Regions from separate parts of the Mus musculus genome. Here all the other regions are linked to region 3. Evidence: chromatin contacts called from public Hi-C and HiCAR-type data. All regions are on one chromosome and are shown on one strand. Each heading gives the region's core, a stretch centred on a gene start, on an enhancer-like site or on the middle of the called end of the contact. The rest is flanking DNA. Distances are from core to core; before and after follow the strand shown. Region 1 holds the start of Snai2 (snail family zinc finger 2). Region 2 holds the start of Hira (histone cell cycle regulator). Region 3 holds the start of Top3b (topoisomerase (DNA) III beta).

Evidence for each region. Hi-C and Micro-C count contacts between places; a contact is called where the count stands out from the background. HiCAR-type assays count read pairs that join an accessible place to other places.
Region 1: a HiCAR-type map of astrocytes shows a contact between it and region 3, with 4 times the contacts expected there. The contact joins the promoter of Snai2 here to the promoter of Top3b in region 3. A contact is called at or near these places in 2 of 115 datasets of contacts at active chromatin or transcription factors (astrocytes and large pre-B cells).
Region 2: a Hi-C map of muscle stem cells shows a contact between it and region 3, with 2.6 times the contacts expected there. The contact joins the promoter of Hira here to the promoter of Top3b in region 3. A contact is called at or near these places in 2 of 484 Hi-C or Micro-C datasets (CD8 T cells and muscle stem cells), 1 of 115 datasets of contacts at active chromatin or transcription factors (astrocytes) and 1 of 9 other capture datasets (liver).

Annotation. Positions count from the first base shown.
Region 1 is chr16:14,702,800-14,707,638 of GRCm38.p6, forward strand. Snai2 (snail family zinc finger 2) reads left to right here and starts at 3,053. Exons shown (of 3, transcript NM_011415.3): 1 at 3,053-3,253; 2 at 3,912-4,460. The coding sequence starts at 3,175.
Region 2 is chr16:18,874,462-18,879,426 of GRCm38.p6, forward strand. Hira (histone cell cycle regulator) reads left to right here and starts at 2,289. Exons shown (of 25, transcript NM_010435.2): 1 at 2,289-3,058. The coding sequence starts at 3,022. Mrpl40 (mitochondrial ribosomal protein L40) reads right to left here and starts at 2,176. Exons shown (of 4, transcript NM_010922.2): 1 at 2,010-2,176; 2 at 863-946. The coding sequence starts at 2,062.
Region 3 is chr16:16,869,037-16,873,756 of GRCm38.p6, forward strand. It overlaps Top3b (topoisomerase (DNA) III beta), which reads left to right and starts at 1,700. Exons shown (of 18, transcript NM_011624.3): 1 at 1,700-2,019. Vpreb1 (pre-B lymphocyte gene 1) reads right to left here and starts at 219. Exons shown (of 2, transcript NM_016982.2): 1 at 30-219. The coding sequence starts at 75.

The DNA of each region.
Region 1 (4,839 bases), core at 1,803-4,302, 2.2 Mb before region 3:
GTATAGTATAAATACCAACTATTCCAACCAAGACATTTCTCTGCTGAAAGAATATGACCATGTCTTCTCTGGAAAGAAAGGAAGGAAGGAAGAAAGGAAGAAAGAAAGAGAAAGAAAGAAAGAAAGAAAGAAAGAAAGAAAGAAAGGGAGGGGAAGAGGGAGTGGAGGGGGAGGGGAGGGAAGGGGAAGAGAGGAAAGGGGAGGGGAGGGGAGGGAAGGAAAGGGAAAAGAGAAGAGAAGAGAAGAGAAGAGAAGAGAAGAGAAGAGAAGAGAAGAGAAGAGAAGAAGCCAGCCCGCCTGGAGTCAGGAGGGAAAAATACCCCAAGAATTCAGGAAGCCTTGTGGGAAAGACTCAAATCATCCTAGTCAGCTACTCTAGAAAGTACAGGAAATGAGAGAATGAGAAAAATGAGATGGTATGAACTTTCCAGGGTCCCATGAGATTCAGGAGTCAGTTTTATGGGAAACAAGTCAAGATTACCTTCCAGTGGGTTTAAGCTTGAAGAAAAGTTATGAAGCCCACTAAAAAAGGCTATAGGAATTTGTGACCATTTATTTCCTTAGATTACATTTTAAACTCTAAGGTTTAGCCTTCCTTAATTTAACTTACCTGACATCTCTAGTTTGACTTGGCTGGGGTTCTCTTCCACAAGAAGTATCTCTCTTATAAGTTATTTCTATAACCTACCTAATTAAGGAACATCAGTTTCTCTCCAGCTTAGGACTAATTTCTTGGTTTGGCAAAGGCTACCCACCACTAACTTCAATCAATCAATCAATCAATCAATCAATCAATCAGTCAGTCTATCAGTCTATCTATCTATCTATCTATCATCTATCTATCTATCTATCTATCTATCTATCTATCTATCTATCCATCTATCCATCTATTGATTTATCTGTGTATGACTGTATGTGTGTGTCTGTCTGTCTCGCAGTCTCTCTTTATGTCTATTTCCCTCCTTTTCTATGAATACAGAATGAAGTATTTAAAATGTTGGTGTATCTAAGGACAAATCCCTGCCTTGCACAAACAAAATCTTGCAGTCTGTGACTAAAAGCAGCACCCCAATCTATTGAAGTCTGCAGGGAGAAACCGTTATAGCAGAGTCCTCCCACCTGGCCTTGGGTATGATAAGCTTCCATTCTTGCATTTTCATTACATCAGTTTAATATCAATTTTCCTCTGCTGTGCCCAAGCAGAGCTTCTGTTTAACATGATTTATGTCATCAGCCGGTGGACTTCCTCCTGCGGCCAGTGGGACACATCTCACATAGATAAGGCATGAATCAGATCAGTTGAGCTCAATACTGGCTAGCACAATCTGGAACACACAGGTTACTTGACTGCAGTCTGTAATTTAACACAACCCCTGGGTCCTTGGACACAAAGGGGCTGGTTTCCCTGTTTCAAATTCACTGGTTCTTTAAAAGCACAATGAATCGTTAATGATTTTTTAAATTGCAACAACTCACTTTAGCAGGTTATCTTCTGGCGTTCCCTGTTGTCATGTGTGGCTTTGTGCCCTCTTTCAATACTAGATAAAAAACAAACGGTGTGTTTTACTGGAAATTAGGTGGAAGGGGCAAGATTTCTTGCCCTATAGAGCAGGTGTCTAAATCTGAGCAAACCCACTAGAAATAGGTCAACTCAGACTCCAGCTCTGATCCATACTCATGGTAGCTTAGAAAGAAATCTAATACATTTTCTTGTTTTCTTGTCACCTGCAGATTCAGTTCCCTTAGTTTAAGGATTCATATAAATATCTTTCTGTATTTGACATTGAAATCAGTGACTATTGTAAAGAGAAAGAGGAATCATTGAAATTAACCCAGGAAGTCTGCGGGTTTCCCCCTCCCCCGCTCACACGCCCGTTTTCTCATCCCCAGATTAAGAAGTTATGCTGCTTGACAATGCACTTTTCTCTTGCAAGTCTCAACATCGCTGGTGGTATTCTGTTTCCGCTGTTTTCTTCCAGCACCTGTTACGAAAAAAAAGTTAGTTGTCTTGGGGTGGGGAGGTGGGGGAATTGGATTCTGCAATTTTGTTGGGAAGAGTCAGGGTAACATTGAAATAAACAGAGTTGCCTGTGGGCACAGTGAAAACTGCACTTTTAAAATGAATCACTTCGGAGTATTTTTACACCTACCCCTATGTGCAAATGCAAGTGAAGTGACCGGCTGGCTACTGGACTACCTAAACTGCCAGTCAAAGAACTTGGCAAAAGAATCCTTTACCCCATCTTTTAATGCAAACCAGGGATGTGGCGTGAGGAAGGGGGAGGCTTTTGAAGACTAAAGAAAACACCACTAAGTAACGGCAGACACTAAGAATTGTCAGTAGAGATTCATATTTTTTTTTCTTTCTCTAAAATACCATGCGCTACAAAGGGAGGAAGTCTTGTCACATGTCTTCATCAGAACTTTCCATACTTCTTCCAGAGTTTGCCTATTGTCGGAGTCTGCACCAGCCTTCCCTTTTATCTTTACACTCTTCCAGTTCCTGGGGTAGGCTGTAAGGCTTTACTTTCAAGTGTCTAACGCAGCGATCAGCAAGTTAACTTTCTGGCACGCCGCCCTAGACCTGCTGTGGCAGCTGCGGGGAGCCTTTACCTTCCTTTCCCAAAAGCCAGAGCCTACAGCTGCTTGTGTGCAATAACCCCCCTCCAGACGCAACTTCCAAATATAGACTCTCTGGCCACTAGGGGCTGCGCGGTCCCAGTCCGGAGGGCCGCCCTTCCTTCCCGCCCTCGCCTTGCCAGGCACTGCCCACATCTGGAAGCCAAGTCGCCGTAGGTCACCTAGCGGAAACACGTTTCCCCAGTGCTCAAGAACCGAGATTTCCTTTCTTGAAAACATTTAATGTATTTTGAGCCTCCACTGAAATGCCATGAGCAGCCCATTTTGAACCAGAAAAATTTAGTCTGACAACAGAGTCTTCCTCTATTCACAGCTGTTCCAGAAGGAGGAGCTGAAATCTGAACCTCTTGGCTGTGATTGGTTACTTCTAGAAAAAGCAACGGAGAAGGCGCCTCCCCGCCCAGAGGAGCTCAGTCGGGCAGGGAGCCGGGTGACTTCAGAGGCGCCTGCCTGTCCCCCGCCGCACCTGAGCCACCGCGATGCTATAGGACCGCCGCCTGGACCGTTATCCGCCCGCGCCCGCCCGCAGCCACCATGCCGCGCTCCTTCCTGGTCAAGAAACATTTCAACGCCTCCAAGAAGCCCAACTACAGCGAACTGGACACACACACAGGTAAAAATCGCCTCTGTAAATCTGTGCGCGAGTAAACCGCGGTTCTATTGCTTGACTCAGAGAACACACCGGGCCGCTTTCCTTTTAATGCTGTGCCAAAACTGTCCTTGCAGTCTCTTGATTACTTAGGTTAAGTTTTAATTCAAAACCTTTGAGATCTTTGCTGACAAGGAAAGCTTCCTTCCGGTCGGGCAGTATAGTTCTCTGAGCCTGTGTGTACGCAAAAGGAGTGCACGGACGTGATCGCACCCTTCCCCTCGCCTGAGCAGCAATCTCCTGAAGCCAAGCACTTGGGAAAGCAGCTGGATTCGTGCATGCCATTACCCGCCACAGGCACGGTACAGCTAGAACAGCCCACGCATAAAATGAAAAGCAACTTTATAAAAAGTTTTAATATAGTGTCTAGTTCTTCGTTCTAAATTGGGACAGCAAGGCTAGTCCAGAATGAAGGTTAGTCAGGGCAACTGTCAGCCTGCACGAGGACAGTAAGCCCAGGTGAAGGGAAGACTTTATGTGTGTCCTGTGAGTAAGGCTGTCTTCACTAGAGAGTCTCCTATGGAGTCTCCTGCATGTTGTTATGGTCTCTCTCAGACTGTGTACATATATTTTAAAAATATTTTGCCTTAATTTTTTCTTTCCTTCCTTTTCTTTCTTCCAGTTATTATTTCCCCATATCTCTATGAAAGTTACCCTATACCTGTCATACCAAAACCAGAGATCCTCACCTCGGGAGCATACAGCCCTATTACTGTATGGACATCGTCGGCAGCTCCACTCCACTCTCCTTTACCCAGTGGCCTTTCTCCTCTTACTGGATACTCCTCATCCTTGGGGCGTGTAAGTCCCCCGCCTTCCTCTGACACTTCATCCAAGGATCACAGTGGTTCAGAAAGTCCCATTAGTGACGAAGAGGAGAGACTGCAGCCCAAGCTTTCAGACCCCCATGCCATCGAAGCTGAGAAGTTTCAGTGCAATTTATGCAATAAGACCTATTCTACGTTCTCTGGGCTGGCCAAACACAAGCAGCTGCACTGTGATGCCCAGTCTAGGAAATCGTTCAGCTGCAAGTACTGTGACAAGGAATATGTGAGCCTGGGTGCCCTGAAGATGCACATTCGAACCCACACATTGCCTTGTGTCTGCAAGATCTGTGGCAAGGCTTTCTCCAGACCCTGGCTGCTTCAAGGACACATTAGAACTCACACTGGTAAGAGAAATGTAGAAAACCATGCCTCTCAGCTCAAACAGTGGTGTGACAGAGCTGTCTGCGGGGTGTCTTAAGGGACTGACAGGGGGTGTTTTTCATAAGGTGAACCACTGATAGCTGCTTTCTGCTCTAAAGCTTGTTAGAACAGCAAGTGCTCCTTTCCAGCCTCTGCTCCAGGGATTGTAAACAGCATTTAGACTTTGGAAAGCACATGCAGGAGATTTGGTCTCAAAGATCAGTTAGAAAGCAAGATTGAGGTATTTGGTGTGTGTTCTGCAGAACTGATAGTCAGTAAATACAAATGTCTGGCTCCTAGTGTTGATTTGATAAACAGGCAGAGGGGGTTCCTATAGTTTTTTTGGCTATACTTTTTGCTATG
Region 2 (4,965 bases), core at 1,039-3,538, 2.0 Mb after region 3:
GGCTCCGTGGTTAAGAACACTTGCTGCTCTTGCCGAGGATCTAGGTTTTGTTCCCAGCACTCACATGGCAGCTTACAACCATCATTGATTCTGGTTCCAAGGGATCTGGGACCCTCTTCTGGCCTTTGTGGGCACCATGCATGTAGACATAACACATTACAAAATTAGCCATGTCCTAAAGCTTTGGCAAGTATCTGATTTACTTTTAGGAACACACTTCCCAGGCTAAATGTGGCATTAGGAATAATCAAATTTGAAGCTGGAGAGATGACTTAGGAGTTACAAGGAGTGCTTGCAGATCTTAAACACTGGAGTTTGGTTCCCAGAACCCACATCAGGGGCTCACAACTGTTTGTAACTAGGAGAGCTATAACCCCTGACTGGCTTTGGGCACCCCAAACACATGTGTATACATATGTCAGGAACATAAACATTAAAAAAAAAAAACCCTTAAAGCAAACCTTTTAGCAATAAACTAAATAAAGCCCCAAGAAAGCATCCAAAGTTCCTAGAGTAACTATTATTAGTCTTTGAACCTTTCTCCCACTCAGTGAATCAGAATGAGCAGGGAAGAGCAAGGCCTATGGAAATACAGAAGTTAAGATATGCCCTTTGAAACACATAAGACTCCTTAAATCTAGCTGCTACTTATTTAAACTACTCAAGTAGCAATACATATATGCTATGCTATCATAGTACAGAGCTCCTTCAAAGGACAGAGGCATCCACTTAAATTTAACTATTAGTTCCACAGACTGAAATCTGCTTGCTAACCCAAGGTTGGGCACTCTTGCTTTGTTTTGGTCATATGCATACACGTGTTTCTCATACCCCAAGAGCTAAGGGTTATGCTGGATTTTACCTCATGGGGATGAGATCCCAGAAGGCCAGTAAGGAAGCTCTCTGGTGGGTGTGTCTGACGTGTGCCTGGCAGGTTCCAGGGATCCTGAAGGAGAGAAGGGTATGTATAAAGATCTGGGGAAAGAGAAGGCACATACACATAACTATAGGTCTTCCTAAAACCCGGAGGATGTTTGTAAGTATCTATTTTGTATTTTTTTCAGACAAAAGTCTCCCTAATTCGGGCTATCTTGCAACTTGAGACAATTTTCTTGCCTCAGCTGCTCCACCATGTCTAGTTCATTTGTATTAGGCCAGCAAGGTCAAAGTGAGGAATTTACAGAACTCTGTTTCTCACTGGGGCAGAGCCTTTACTTGCTCTGGCAGGATCTTCTTCTTCTTCTCCTTCTTCTTCCGTCTCTCTGTTTCTTTCTGTCTCTCTCTCTCTCCCCTTCTCTGTCCCCTCTCTTTCTCTGCCTCTACTCTCTTCTCAATTCCCCTTCCCATACCCACAAATAAACTCTATTCTATACTAGACCTGTCTAGTATATGACTGGTACCTCGAGGAAGGAAGGAGGGATGCTTCAGTGTGGACCACTGAGTAAAGTACCCCCTCCCACTGTACTATACGTCCCTTCTATAAAACATATCCTTGGATTTTTAAAAACACATTGCTCTTCTTCCTTTTTTTTTTTTTTTTTTTTTTTTTGGGTTTTTTTGAGACAGAGTTTCTCTGTAAAGCCCTGGCTGTCCTGGAACTCCCTTTGTAGACTGGGCTGACCTCGAACTCAGAAATCCGCCTGCCTTTGCCTCCCAAGTGCTGGGTTTAAAGGCGTGCTCCACCACGCCCGGCGTCTTTTTCTTCTTTTTAAAAATGGGGTGTAATATAGCCAGGTTTGTATGCAGCTGTTACGACCTTGACTTTCTGACCTAGCCTCCACCTCCATAGTGCTGGGGTTGCAGGAGTAGGCCACCACTTAAGCACGACTTAGGCTTCACACTTGTTAGGCAAATAGCCTGTTAAGTGAGTACACTTCCAGTTCGGATTTTCATCCGCAACAGATGCGGTAGGCTCATGCCCAGAAATAATCTGCGAGCACTAGCGAGCAGCTACGGGGCAAAGCCCGCGCACGCGCCCTGGGTATTCTGCCACCCGCGGCTACACTCACCAGCTCCGAGGCCGCAGAGCCCGCGCAGCACACAGCATCACCCCGGTAGCCATAGTTTTTCACGCCACCCGCTGGCGGGCAGCTTCCGGGAGCACGCCCCTGGGCGGTCCGACCTGAGGTACCCGGTCGGGTCTGGCAGGCCTCGGCCCGGAACTCGCGGGTCTGGGATTCCGAGAGGCGGGCCCGCAGCTGGCCCCGCCCCCGACGCAGCCCCGCCCCGGGCAAGCAACGGTGGCTTCGCCGCGCCCTTTTGCGGGCGTCCCGCCTTCTGTGGATGCTGCGGTGTTTTCCTGCTCTCTGCTCCGCCTGGCCTATGTGTTTACATCTATGAAAACGCCCCGCTCTTCTAATAAATGCGCCCGTCTGGCCCCCTATCCTTCACCAGCCTAGTTCTTTTATGCATGCAATCGAGCTCAGGGCCCGCTGCCGTCTGCCGCTAGATGCATGCTGGCGCCCGCCCGGCTGGCGCTCGCGAGATGCCCAATAGCGCGAATTGATGGATGGCGGAAGCTAGTTACTAAGCTGGACTCGGAGCCGCGGAGGTAGAACTAGAGATCTGCACACCACCCTGGTTCTGCATCGCCGGGCGGGATCTCAAGGCTTTGCCAGCCTGCTCACACCGACCCTCATCGGCGACCACATCAGTGGCAGCGGAGTATCCCCGTCCTCCCCCCCCTGTCTACCGAAGAACCGAGGCGGCCCGGTCCGCGTAGGGAGCGGTTTCCCGCCGGGGCGATTTGGCAGGTGCGCGCCGTGACTTCCGGCGTTGCCCGGGAGCCGCCGGAGGAGGAGCGGCGCAGGGGATGCGGCTGTGGCGGCGGCGGCGGCGGCCGAGCGCAGGAGGCGGCTGTGGCGGCGGCTGGGGGCACGGGCCGGCGATGGCGCGGCGGCGCTGAGGGCAAGGGTGGGCGGCGGCCGGAGGGCGGGCGGCGCGGGAGGAAGCTGCGGCAGCTCCATGGCCCAGGCGTGCTGAGGGACACGGCTCTGGCTTCAGCCCGGCAGCGGCCGAACAATGAAGCTCTTGAAGCCAACCTGGGTCAACCACAATGGTGAGTGCACGCAGGAGTCGTGGGCGGCCGAACCTGCATCGGGGTGGGGTCTGGGATTGGCTTGCGGCGGTGCTCAAGTCCTGCCCACCTTGTCCAGACGCTGGTGCCGGGTGCTGGAGCTGCAGAACGGGCAGGAGCAGACTTTGTCCCCGGCTCTGGGACACCGGCGAGCCCGGGCACGTGCTTCGGGCTGGTTGCAGCGAAGTCCGCCTTTGCCTCAGGCAATGGCGCTGTGTCCTGCGCCGCCCACCCTTAATCTGGGATGCCTGGCTCTGGTGAGCCGGCTTGGGTACCGACCTGGTGCTGCCATCCGGCTTCACCATCCAGTATGTGCTCAGATGGTTGTGAGTATGAAACTGGGGCGACATCCCCCTTGTGGCCTTTCAGCGGCTCGGTGAATCTGCATGAGATACTTACTGGCTGTATTGCCCTTTCTGAGGCCTGGAGTTTGTGACAGTGCCCCCACTCGGGCTATTGCGATCCTGGAATGGGAAGGGCCTGGGCTCAGGTCCTACGGAGGACCACGAAAGAACCACGTTTAATGTAAGGATTGGGGCTTCAGATGACTAAGATTGGGGCCAGTGGTGCACAGGAGACAAGCGACTTTGGATCCGTGATAGTGACTTCAAATAGCAGATTCCTACACCCTGGTGGAGAAAGCAGCCGGTGGCATCCAGTTTTGTCGAGAACTACTGCAGGAGGTTGTTTGCTCTCTGCCGAGCGAGTGAGGAAGAGCTAGAGCCTTTCCCCCCAGCTAGTACTTGAGTCTCTGGAAGGACCCGAAGGAAGCACGAGGAAGCAGCCAAGCTCTGCTGAAAGAGGAAGGGTCTTTCCTCCTTTCTACTTTGTATTGCATCTAGAGGGAGCTACAGTTGTGTGTGTGTTTTTGTGTGTGTGTGCGCGCGCCCGCGTAAAAGAAGGCAAGTAGATGCATTTTTCTCTTTTTAAAAATCCACGTGGCCAAATTTAAAAAAAAATTGGTCCTGGGTGCTTTTTATTCACAGCCGAACTTTTTTTTTTTTTTTTTTTTTTTTTTTGGAGGGGGAGGGGGCGTTCACAAGGAAGATCGTAGACGTAGACTGGGTACGACATGCTCTCTACATTAAACAGTATGATTCTGAAGTTCAGCTAAGAACAGATTTTAAAGTTTGGAGCCTAGTCCGAGCAGTGGTGGAGCACACCTTTAATCCCAGCACTCAGGAGGCAGAGGCAGGCGGATCTCTGAGTTCAAGGCCAGCCTGGTTTACAGAGTGAGTTCCAGGACAGCCCGGGCTACACAGAGAAACCCAGTCTCGAAAACACACACACACACACACACACACACACACACACACAAGTTTGGAGGCAAGAAGGTTCAAAGTTCATTTGAAATCTAGGTGATGGGGAGGGGAAAGAATATGATAGAACCATACTGTATGAAAAAATTTTTTTTGTTTTTGTTTTTTTGTTTTTTGTTTTTTTTTGAGCCAGGGTTTCTCTGTATAGCCCTGGCTGTCCTGGAACTCACTCTGTAGACCAGGCTGGCCTCGAACTCAGAGATCAACCTGCCTCTGCCTCCCAAGTCCTAGGATTAAAGGCATGCACCACCACCACCTGGCATGAAAATTTTTTTAAGTAAAAAAATCTAAGTGATGATTATTCATGATAAAAGATGTTGAGACTTAAGCAAACTTCTCTTTTTTTTTTTTTTAATTTAAAGGCACCCTCTTTCTCTATATTGCCTTTACCTTGGAGATGGTGTTATTACATGTCACTGCCAAGCATGCCTTTAAAGATGATGGTAATGAGAGGTGGGGAGTGGCTTCCTAGCCAGGTCCTGAAGAGTAGTAGCTGGTAGAGTCAAGTTTCCTTTGGATGAATAAATAGAAGCCCTACTGCACTGGAGGGGATCGTACTTCCTGGCTTTC
Region 3 (4,720 bases), core at 450-2,949:
GAAGCCCTGGGCCCCAAGAGTTTCCTTACCTGTGAGATAGGCCAGCAGCATGAGCAGGACAGACGTCCAGGCCATGGCTCCAGACCTGCAGCACCCTGCCCCCTACAGCCACTGCTCCTGGGCCCTGACCAGCTGGGAAGCACTCTCCTCCCTGCTTTGGGGAGAGGGTCACTGCACCCCTGGTTCCTGCTCACCACCCTCCCAGGCTTTCTGGGCTCTGTGACTCTGTCACTTACCAGAATGGTCTAATGGAAGCCTTTGTGGCTCTGGGTTTGACCCAGGGAAGCATTCTGGGAGGAAGCACCTGCTGGAACGTCATGGGCCAGAACCCAGGACTGCGGGCTTGTCTCCCTGAGGGAGAGTGACCTCAACTCCCCTTGAGAGGCTGAGCCCCAAATAAGCAGATCTGTAGTTCACTTTAAATGCCTGGTAAAGGGGACAAGAGTTTTCTCCTTAAACCTAAGCCTCATATCAGACCCCAAATATGTGTGGGAGCAGTCACTGGGCCTCTTTAGATGTTCCTCTACCATATGTGAGCACACTAAATAAATCTCCTTCCTCTGCTTTTTAGTATTATCTCTTTTAATTACATTTTTATTTTCATTTCTTTTGTGTTCACATGGCCAGCTTGGCAGCCACTGTCTGCCTGCTGAGCCATCTTATAGGTTTCTTACTTGTCTCGTTGACAAGTTGGGGCTGTCATAGCCAGTCTTGGTAACAAAAGGATGGCTTAAAAACATAAGTTTGAGGCCAGCCTGGGTCCACAGTGAGTTCCAGTGAGTTCCAGGATGGCCTTGGCTACATAATGAGACAATCTGAATATATACATACATATATATATATATATATTTTTTTTTTTTTTTAAGACAGGATCCCACTATTTTGCTCTGGCTGGCTATTCTGGAACTCAATGTGCAGATGAGGCTGGCCTCGAACTCACTGAAATCTGCCTTTCTCTGCCTCCCAAGTGCCGAGATCAAAGTTGTGAGCCACCATACCAGGCTATTAAAAAACGGTATGCTAATAAAGTCATCAAAACTATTTTAAAACTTCCATAATTCTAATACTCTAAAAAAATTACATATTATCTTCCAGATACATTAACACAAGTAGTGTGGTCTTCAAAATTTTAAAAGGTGCTTTGTTTTGTTTTGTCTTGTATAGCCTATAGTCCCAAGCTGGAATGAAATTCACTATGTAGCCCTGAATGACCTCTAACTCGCTGTCTCAACCTTCTGATTGCTTGATTCCTGGTAAGAGCCACCATCCCGCTCACAGATGTTGCTAACACTGAAAAAGCCTGCTATCTGAAATGTTTAAATTATTTTAATTATTGGGCTGGTTAAGTGGTTAAGGACCTGGGTTCAATTCCCAGTACCCATATGGCAGCTCACAACTATCCCCAGTTCCAGGGAATTTGACACCCCCGCACGGATGTGCATATGCAAGCAAAACACCAATGCATATCAAATAAAAATAAACTTTACATTTTTATTTTAATCATTAATTGCATATTTTCATCAGTTCTCGTAATCATACTGACAATCGTCATTAATGTCTTCTCCGGATGATTTTTTGGAGACACAATGGAGACTTGGGGAGCCCCTGCTGCTCCCAACAGGAAGCAGACAGCAAGGCACCCGGAACTCACCAGCCTCGGAACTTGCAGACACCTTAGTGTCGACATCGGAGGGCAGATGAGGGGACGCCACAGACGGACAGAGCCGGAAGTGAGTTCGTGAGTGGCCACCGGGGAAAGCACAGCCGGAGCGAGAGGCGCAGCGGCACGGCGGGTGAGCAGTGGGATGCTGGCTGCTCGAGGAAGCGGAAGACGCTGGCTTTCCCCAGGCATTTCCGGAATGGTAGCAGCGCTCCGACCCGGGCGGGGGCGTGGGGGAGGGTCCTGCCCTGGCGCGGCTTTTTCGCCATCCAGCCCTCGCCGTGGGGCCTCTGGGCGGCGGTGGAGCCGCGTTTAGTGGGCAGTGGTCGCTTTTCCAACGAGCTCCCCGCGGCCCCGAGGTGAGACGTTTCCCCCTAGTTGAGGGTAGGGAAACCGGCTCAGGGAAGTTGTGCTGCCCACAGAGGCTCAGGCCTGCGGTTTGCGTTCTTATCCGAAGGTTCCACTCGCTGCCTCCCGGAGCCTGCTCTGTCTGGAGACCCAGGCTGTTCTCGGACTTGATCTCTGCAGATTAGGAGAAAACTTGGGTAAACCAATGAGCTAGAGTCGAGGGCCAGCTAGTTATGCATAGGGAAGAACGGATGACCTCTCTTAACCTATTTGGAACCCGGCCTTTGGGAACAGGACTGTGAAAAGCCAGGACGACTTGGATTTGATAGCCAGAGAAAGGGGGGAATTTTCACCGTTCGCCAAGGTCCCTTGTCGCTAGTCTGAATTGTTATGCACTGCGATTTATTCTGGCTTTTTAAACTAGGATGATGAGATGGCTCAGCGCTCTTACAACCAAGGTTCCGACCCCGGGAACTCACGTTGTAAAAAGAGAGAGCTGAATCCCACAATTTGTCTTCTGACCTGTGACCGGCAGCATGTGCGTGCCCATACATATCCACACACAAAATAACTGTTTATTTGTTTGTTTAACTTTAACTCCTATTTTATAGCAATGTTGGTAGACAGAGCTGCAGCATACTAGATACAAAGAAGGAGTTAAGAGACAGGCTTATTTTCCTGGATCTGTAGGTGATTAAAAGTCACTGAAGTGTTAAATTCTTAGATTTCCCATGCTTTGCTGACCCCTTTTGGGGCTCCTCAAGTTAAATCCACTACTACATAATACAAAAAGAAACCTCCATATTTACAGTGCTTTCCAAGGGACACTGATTAGTGAGGTGTGGCAAAGAATGGGCAGGTTGTCTTGCTATTCTCTCTTTGCAATCCACACCTAAATAGCCCTTTGCTTACCTAACTCCAGAATAGGACAAACTATAGTGTCAGAGCCTTGGCAGAAAAGACTTGGTATATCATGTAGGTTTATGTTAAGGAGTCTTATTTAAGTGATCATATATAAAAATTTTGGCTAGACATTTTGGTGTACTCCTGAATTCCCAGCACTCAGGAGTTGAAGATAGGAAGATCAAGGCCGTAGTGGCTATATAGTTAAGAGGCCAGCCTTGGCCACACAAGACGCTGTCTTTGCCCAATACACACACATACACACACACACACACACAGCAAAAGCTTAAGTGAATAGTGTTGTTTCAGAGTCACAAAGTGTGAGTGTGGTGTGTAGGTGATGCTTATAAGCCATCAAGTCCAGGTTTTCTCATTGGTTTTCACTTTGAAATGGAAGATGAGCCTTAATTAGGGAAGTCTTGACATTAATCACAGTTACAAAAGCTCTCTAGAGTAGAATCTGGTCTAGGTAAAGGGAAATGTTCCTGTCAAGGCCCTGGATTGTCTAGTTCTGTACCTTAAAAGAAGAAAAAAAAAATGTTTTAAACAGCTTATTGCTATGTAACTGAGTATAGCCTAAAACTCAAGCTTCCCCTGCCGCATCCAGCCTCGTGAAAGATGCAGTTACAGGTGTATGCCAGCATACTTGGCATTAGAAATCTTTTTTCTTCCTTTGAAATAGTGATAGAGCATTACAAAGTCCCCTTGTGCTGAAGTGCTAAAACTACTTACTTGTTTTGAGTCAAAGCTGAAGATAAATGTATATTCAAAGTGGACGGCAGCTGCATAGCCTGGCAAGTGGACGGCAGCTGAGAGCGAGTTGTGCCTTTCTATTACTGACCTTTACCTGGATATGTGACAGAGTCCGGCTAAGGCAGCGTGTCTGTGTCTGAAGGGACTTGTCAGTCTAGTCAATAATTTGGATCTTAGGTTGTAGAAGAGAAGAAGAGATACAAAATTCCCAAAACTTGGAAACCAGAGAGAAAGAATGCCTAGAAATAGAAGTGTTTGCTGGCAGTAACGTTAGGTGTTGCTGCTGTTGCTACTGCTGCTGCTGTTTTTAATGTGATGAGGTCTCACTGTGTAGCCCTGACTGTCCTGGAACTCACTGTATAGACCAGGCTGCCTTCAAACTCATGCTAAGAGATCTACTTGCCTCCTACCAAACCCAACATAAAGTAAGTTTTTGGTTTGGTTTGGTTTGGTTTTGATTTTAATGATATATAAGCATATTATTAGTTTTACAGGTAAAACTGTTGTCATGTATTCAGAGATTCATTCAATTGTGTTTGCTCACCATCTACTACTTCCCATTAGAGTGAGAAAAAAAAGTCCCTGCTGTCACATAGCTAGCTTATTTTTCAGGAGCTATAAGGTAAGAACCCGATAGGAGTCTATATCAGGCTTAGTAAGTACTACAGGGCAATATAGCAAAAACATTCTTAGAGGCAACAGGATAGAGCACAGGTTCTAGAGCAAACAGGTTCAGGGTCAAATCCATGTCCTACAACTCCAGCTCTAGTGTGACCCATGTTCCCATTATAGAACAATATGATGACAGTGTCTCCATCCCAACCACAGTGGCAGGACTGTCCCAACACCTAGTACTTTCTTTGGAAGAGACAGGAACTTTAAAAACCTTCATAGAATAATCTGTTTCCAGTTTTCCTTTCTGGCCTCTGACTCCTCTATCTGATAGAACCAAAACTTCCCCAGAATGGACATCAGAGGCTATGACAATTCCCAGTCATTTCTTTTCATTGCTCCAGCAAACAAGCATTGCACACTAGGTACCAAAGAAACAGCAAT